Linked DNA regions of Gadus morhua: region 2 is linked to region 1. The links are chromatin contacts, called in public Hi-C maps. All regions are on one chromosome and are shown on one strand. Each heading gives the region's core, a stretch centred on a gene start, on an enhancer-like site or on the middle of the called end of the contact. The rest is flanking DNA. Distances are from core to core; before and after follow the strand shown. Region 1 holds the start of bcas3 (BCAS3 microtubule associated cell migration factor). Region 2 holds the start of brip1 (BRCA1 interacting helicase 1).

Region 1 (3,689 bases), core at 730-3,229:
AAAAAACCTGAATGGAATTACATCTTGGCTTATCTCTGCATGGATTTCCTCCAAACGTCTAAAGCAGAGCTAACTTCAGTTTAAGCTAACTGAAGACCCTTACACCTTAATCCTACTCACTTATTGTTTGTATGTCCTGGCACTTCTGGTTGTTCATCCTGGCACTTAAAAATAGTACTGATCATTGTATACAGCTAACTTACAGGGTAAAAGGTTATCATAGCAATTGTAAGTGCTTGGCACTTGTTTCTATGAACATCTTTACTGTTCCAATAGCGATATATTGTTATTTCTCTTTCTTCTCACAAATGTAATTATTCACTTTGGAAGTCGTTTTGAATAACAGCGTTTGCTAAATGCCCTAAATGTAAATGTGAATGCAAGACCCTCGGTGTGTGTGTGTGTGTGTGTGTGTGTGTGTGTGTGTGTGTGTGTGTGTGTGTGTGTGTGTGTGTGTGTGTGTGTGTGTGTGTGTGTGTGTGTGAATAATATGACTTTGACCAGTGACCCATTCAAAATGTTTGGCTGACTTTACATTGTAAAGGATACCCCCATGTTATTAGTGAACCGGTGAGGTAGGCACGAAAAATGTGTGTCCATCAAACCGCAAGGAATGTATCTGGGAAGTACTTATCCACATAAATAATTTAGATTCAGTTCCTACAGATATGCAATGTAAGTGTACTAACACTGATCTCAAGTGAGACACATTTGATACTAACACAAACAGTTAAAGTGAGCAAACCTTAAATCACACAAATGCACTTTAGGCTGTAAACAAACAAAATAAACTATTGAACTAAAGGGGATAACATATATTGAGTAGAGAAACTGTGGCAGATAGAACTGACATGATAGAACATGAAGGCATACATCCTATCTAAACAGCTGCTTCAACACAGGGGTATCGATGGAAAATATAAAAGAAGAAAACTCTACTTACGTGGCAGCTTGAGCTCGCACCACAACTCCTCCAGCGCAGCGACTTGGTCTGCGTGGGGAGTCAGATGCCATGCTGGCTTGTATTTTGTTTATCCTAAATTAAGGACAAAACGATTACATATTTAAATCTAAGCATTTTATGTGATAAGAGGGGAAACCAAATAGCAGTTTAAGATGAACCTGCTATGAAGACTTTTAAGCAGGTTTTCAAAGAGAAGTTCTGACTGAAGGCATAACCTTATTGTTATCATTATTATACCATTGTGATTATTGGTAGTTGTAGAATAGTAAATTCAGGGTAAGTTGCAGTATAGTAAGCTCGGGGTTAGACTATATCTATCTTAATTCATAATCTAGTGCTTAGGTTTCCTTTGGGTCACCAAATTCATTGCATGCAATAAAACACATGTGCTCCTATACCAACATAAAGTTCTAAATGAACAACCATGTAAAAGAAGCATAAAAAAGTAAACAACGTACTAGTGAATTTAACGATGCTATAATGCAAGACAACGTACTGCTCATTATTACCAGAAACCGATTAGCAAACCACCCTTTAAGCTATGAGAAGACTTGTGTGGAGTTGTCATAACCCAAAACGGTGAACGTTATCAGGGTTATCATTGTGATGTTGGACAGCTCCTCTGGACAACAAGGCTAAATTGCTACATTAGCCACTTAACGCTTATTATGTGTGCCTAATGCGAGCAGCTGCAACACCAAACAGTGAATATTAATCAGCATGGAGTGCAAATTACCATTCCGTTATCTGACCCAATTCCCTGTATTAACTTTAGTTTGATAATCATTGCATTAACCTAGCAAGATGGAACAGCTAGCCACGTTCAGTTAACCCCAATTGCTCGCAAAGTATCAAAATAGCGGTCACACGTGAAGTAATTGAAATATAGTCTTTCATGGATAAATCACGAACCAATATGCTCTTTGTCAATGGTTGCCTTCGTTGTCGTATTAGTTTGGTAAATCCAGGGAGCTCTGTTGTAAAACGTAAACACAGTGGCCAGGGTTTGCGGAAGTCTTGTGTTTAGTTAAAAGCCAATCAGAACTCCCAATCAGACAAGTAGGCGGGTCTTAATAATAGGAGACCTATCAAAAGACGACTGAAACTGTTGGCCAAACACAACAAAACAAGACAAACATGCATACACACACACACGCACACGCACACGCACACGTATACACGCACAGGAAGACGCACACGCAGACACACACAAACAAAAAATATATACGGGACCTATCAAATGACAACTGAAAACTGTAGGACAAACACAACAAAAAAAGACAAACACGCACACGCAGACACACACAAACAAACACACTCAAACACAAACAAACTCACATGCACACGCACACACAGACAATCCAAAAGAGTATACATTTATTAAGAAATAATAAATGTCTTTGAATGCTGTAGATTACCCTGAAGACCTACTAGTGAATTAATATGTGAAAGGTCCGGATGTCCTCTGCATATATATATATAAAAAAGTATATCTTTATAACTATCTATACATATATATATATAAATATATAGATATGCCGCTATGACATCATAATCTTCAGTCACTGAAAACCAACATCCAAATGTTACATTGTTCAGTTCATAATCATGCACTTCTGAACACCTTTCGAACACCTCTGAAAAGTGCTTTAAAGTAAATTCTGAAAACAAAACTATTCTTCCAGAGATGGAGAAGGATCTTAATTCATTTGAGCTCGGTCAGGGACTCTGCGAAAGGTGAAGGTACCTCTTGCAACGGGTCTGTCTTCCTTCTATCTTCTAGTCCGTAGTCCGGGTCATGACCTCATCACAGGTGGACTTGATGGACTGGACTACACTGTTACATGGTGCGCACTGGATCCAGTCTTAACATCGTTATTTGCAATTGTGTATTCAGTGTTGCTTAAGAGATTTGGAAATCAGGCTGCATTGCTGGCCTCTGAAGGGCAGGGACCGCTTCTTACATGAGAATGAGGGAGCGCCTGAGATAGGCTGCAGTCTAACTGCTATTTGCACTCAATTGTCCTTTCTTTGCTTTGTTATAGGGCTGTTATTGATGACAATCAGCCACCATGGCAACCAACACATGACCATCAGTGACTAGCCCACGACCGTTCCATGACCATGATGATGCTGGTGGTGGAATGCACACTGAGGAGGATGAGGAGGACGAGAGATGATTCTAGTCCCACTCATCTCTCTCCCTAGTCTAGATAGGTGTGCTGTAAAGTTAGTTTGATGAATACAGTGTAAATCATTAGGGCGTTACAGCGCCCTTTTGGTGCCGGCAGACACACAGAAACAACAGAAACCAGACAACAGAATCCTCCTGGCAGGAGGCCTTGGTCTGAGCCAAAATGTACAAAAAAAAATGGTAGTCCAGTCCTTTGGACCAGGGGTGCTCAAGAGGGCTATGCAGTCGGTGGGGCACATTTTGCAGCAGCTGCTTGAAGGGCCTGTCTTATTTTGGCCCACGATTCTTTCATGCCTCCCTTGTGTTTTGTCTTATCCATTTTGGCTTCCTTTTCTTCCAAGGTGCGCCGTTTAAGGATGGCATGGGAAAGTGCTCTGTCAGCTAGATGTCCAGTCCAGCCCTGATCCCCTGTTACCATCTCAGTGACTATCCTACAACCGTCACAGTGCCCATCACAATGCCATCCTACATCTATAACAGTGACCATCACAGGGACTGTCAAACTGCCATCATAAAAATGAACAGTGACCA
Region 2 (3,689 bases), core at 328-2,827, 310 kb before region 1:
TTTACTTTGTTTTGCTCCAAATTAAATGTTGGACAAGTTAACTGTTACATACACCCCACCAGAGGCTATTTATTTGAACTTTGACCACGCTTCAACCTGCAGAACTCCACATTCACTAAAAAAGCACAAGAGGCATGCGTTTGTGGCACCTGGATATATATTGATATTGTGTGAAATTCAATTGTTGTTCTGATCATTTGTATTTTTGCTTACAACTTAGTTACCCGAACAGCGTGGGTTCTAGTTTTGTTTGTCATTATGTTAGCTGTTTGTGTATTGATGTGTCGGTTTATTATTCTGTTCAGTTGTTGTACCTGGGATAAGCAAGGAAAAGCAAACAAAGTTTTAAGCGGATGGGACCAGTGATTTGTTCCTGTAGAATGCTGTCTTTTAAATAAGTGGAGTATTTATTTCTTAAAGTGTACAGAATCATGGCCTTACCGTCATCAGAAAATGCATTGATCTGATCGACATAGAATATCACAACTGATCATTTAATATTTGCTTTCGGCAGAGCAGAGATTAATGCCAAACACAATTGTCTTTCCTAATTCAGAAGATGATGTTAAGTGAGAGCTGTGGATTTTTGATACAACAAAGTGCAATTTTTATCAAGAAAATTTGTAGCATTGTTTGATTTAGCTGAAATCTTGACTTGAGGTATTAATGTGTTTATGACAGTCTCTGCTAGATAATTTTGCCTCGCTGTAGTATATCTTAATGATTATAAGATAAGGTCTACTATTCTTTTTTTTATCTAAAAAGTTGTTATATTTGGTTAAACCACTGCTTACCGTGGCAAATGCACCCCATACTCCAATAAGTGCATGTGTACAATTTAAATGTGAATATAATAAAATAATCTGTAAAGAAAATATTGAAATGATTCAATCTATGTATAATAATTGTATGTTTTGGCATATATATATGTGTATATATATATATATATATATATATCTATATATATATATATATATATATATATATATCTCTATATATATATATATATATATATATATATATATATATATAATATATACAGCTACTCTCCAAGAGTAGCCGTTAGGAATCTTTGTTTTAATAAGTGGTTTGGTGCATAATAAGAGATGCATCCCAAATACAATTTTTAATTTTTTCCGGTAACTTGTTAAACAACAGAAATTTAACAATTCATAATATATGTAGCTATATTTCCAGCATTGGGCTACCATCGTTATCCCTGGGAATGACCGGAGACTCGCTGCATATGAAGCATGTATAATAACAATAAAAATTATATAATATATCATTATGTAATTATATTAACACCGTGCACCATGAATGAAATGGGCCTGCACTGCGCATGTCAGCGGCTGATTGAACGCCAGGGGGCGCTGCTGCATTCTGATTCTGTCTGCCTAGGCCGATTTTGTTGCTAAAATTGTTATTCAATTGAATCTGCTGGTTGACTACAAGAATGACGTGCATTTGATTATTTCTCGCCCTTCTGCGAATGCCAGCCAACCGTTGACTGCAGAAAAATTAAATAAACGCATGGATGCTGAAGCATGGACGTAACTGTGTTTACCAACGTCATATCCGCTGTGACGCTTCCGTGTATCGAATGGCGGGAAGACTCACCAGCGTTATGATGATATACCATGAAAACATTGTCTGATAGGTGGAAAATTACACTGAATGACATGAAGGATGCAGCGCAATGTAGTTCGGTTGTCAACTGTTTAGTTATACCCTATCGTATGCACTCTTATCCTTTCTAGGGAGTTGACGTTTGCGAACTTAACCTCAAACTCCCAGCTCAGGTAGGTTACATTTTAAAGTAATGTGTAGGTATTTATAAGGTTTACCGTTGACAGTCACAATTAAAGTAACTGCAATAATATTAAACGGCGGCCACTACGTTTATTACGTTCACACCTGTTAAATTGATTTGTTGGTTGGTGTTTTTGCCCTTCACCGTATTGTAGTTCCCTACTATTGGACAGGACGCAGATAAACATGGCTGCTCCCCCAGTGGAATACACCATCGGAGGGGTCAAGATTCAGTTCCCCTGCAAAGCTTATCCCTCCCAGCTGGCCATGATGAACTCGGTGAGCCTCAGTCACTTTCAGTTTCACTTGGTCACCACTTGAAATAAAAGAAAGTGACAAGGAGTGATCAATCTACCACGAATACGCCACAGGATTGATAACATACTATCAATAGTGTATTAATATGCACTGCTGATGTATTGGTATTATTCCTATGGTATGAGCAGTATATTAATATATTGTCTTCTAAATCTGCAGATTGTTCGAGGGCTTAACCACAGCCAGCACTGTCTACTGGAGAGTCCTACAGGAAGTGGGAAGAGCTTGGCTCTGTTGTGCTCAGCTCTTGCCTGGCAGCAGGCTCAATACGGTAGGAGAGTCCCAAGAAATGTAACTTCTCATCCCCTTTCAAACACAATTTGTCTGTCAGGGTGGCGAGCAGTATGATTAATCCATTGTGAGCTTTGTATCAGCATTTGAATCAAAAACAATTTCGTAAAAAAAAAAGCTGAATTAAATACACCTTTATGGGATTTTTATGGACTAATGGCATTTGTTTGGAAAGGTTAATAATTACTTAAAGTGAAGGTGACTGAAGGTTAATTGTGCGAACTTGCTTGTTGTGACAGCCAAACCTGAACCAGGAGGAAGCCCCCAGGAGGGCAAATGCTGCTCAGAGGAGAAAACACAGGCTGTTTCAAAGGAGTCAGAGGGTGCTACCCCCTGTCAATGTAGTTGTCACACTAAGGCTCCCTGTGCCCCAAAACTGCCCAAGCCTAATGTGGTGGACCTCACACTGTCCCCTGAGAAAGTGGTGGTGCAACATCAATCACCCCCGCAAAGTGGTAAATAATTATCCTTAATTATATTCTTATTTATGACTGTAGTGGTGCTACAACAATGTACACCTACAAGTATGTCCCTAACATCTTTTTTGACACTTTTTAATTGTTATATTCACAGCTTTTAATATGTCATTAAAACAAATGTATATTCAGAACTTCACCCTGATTTTGCATCCTTGTCAGATACGCTCGTTCCCAAAACTGAGTCGTTTGTCTCGGCTCCTCTGCCACAGACATCTGTCAGCCCGGACCCTGAGAAAGACGATGACTTTCAACCAGACAGGAAGCGCCTTCGCACTCCATCTTCGGATCAGAAGGTATTAAGCTTCTTTTTTATACAAGCATGCAGGTATCATCCTGGCATTTGGAACGGGTTTTCTAAACTCATTGTGGCACTCTTTCAGAGCAGTAAAAGGAAGTGTATGAACCGGGGCATCGTGTTCATTGATGATGACCCAGACGAGGAAGACCTGACACAAGTGAACAGGCGCTGGACCATGGAGGTGAAAAGCCAGGCTGTGTCAACGGAGATCGCCAGTACTGAATTCTATGTAAGTCATCATGGATTTATTCTTGACGTCTTGGCAAATAATGTATTTTTTTCCACTTTCAAAATCAAAGGAGAGAAAACATACTTGATAGTCTACTATGAGGTTTGCGAGGGTAAACCCGCCGTACCTCTACCCCCCAAAAAATGTTTACCTTTTCTGGGAAAGGCCTATATCAGGCTGTTGGCTCCCATTTACAATCACCACCTGGTGGCAGTGGAGTCCACTTAATAGTCAGATGGCCCTGATTGAATGAGCCCAAATA

What was found. Hi-C and Micro-C count contacts between places; a contact is called where the count stands out from the background.
Region 2: a Hi-C map of blood shows a contact between it and region 1, with 4 times the contacts expected there. The contact joins the promoter of brip1 here to the promoter of bcas3 in region 1. A contact is called at or near these places in 3 of 6 Hi-C or Micro-C datasets (blood and gill).

The regions. Positions count from the first base shown.
Region 1 is chr16:23,443,422-23,447,110 of gadMor3.0, reverse strand. bcas3 (BCAS3 microtubule associated cell migration factor) reads right to left here and starts at 1,979. Exons shown (of 24, transcript XM_030381779.1): 1 at 1,877-1,979; 2 at 944-1,036. The coding sequence starts at 1,014.
Region 2 is chr16:23,752,575-23,756,263 of gadMor3.0, reverse strand. brip1 (BRCA1 interacting helicase 1) reads left to right here and starts at 1,577. Exons shown (of 20, transcript XM_030381476.1): 1 at 1,577-1,802; 2 at 1,968-2,091; 3 at 2,290-2,401; 4 at 2,661-2,876; 5 at 3,060-3,193; 6 at 3,281-3,427. The coding sequence starts at 1,999. It overlaps ppm1da (protein phosphatase, Mg2+/Mn2+ dependent, 1Da), which reads left to right. Exons shown (of 6, transcript XM_030381707.1): 6 at 1-877.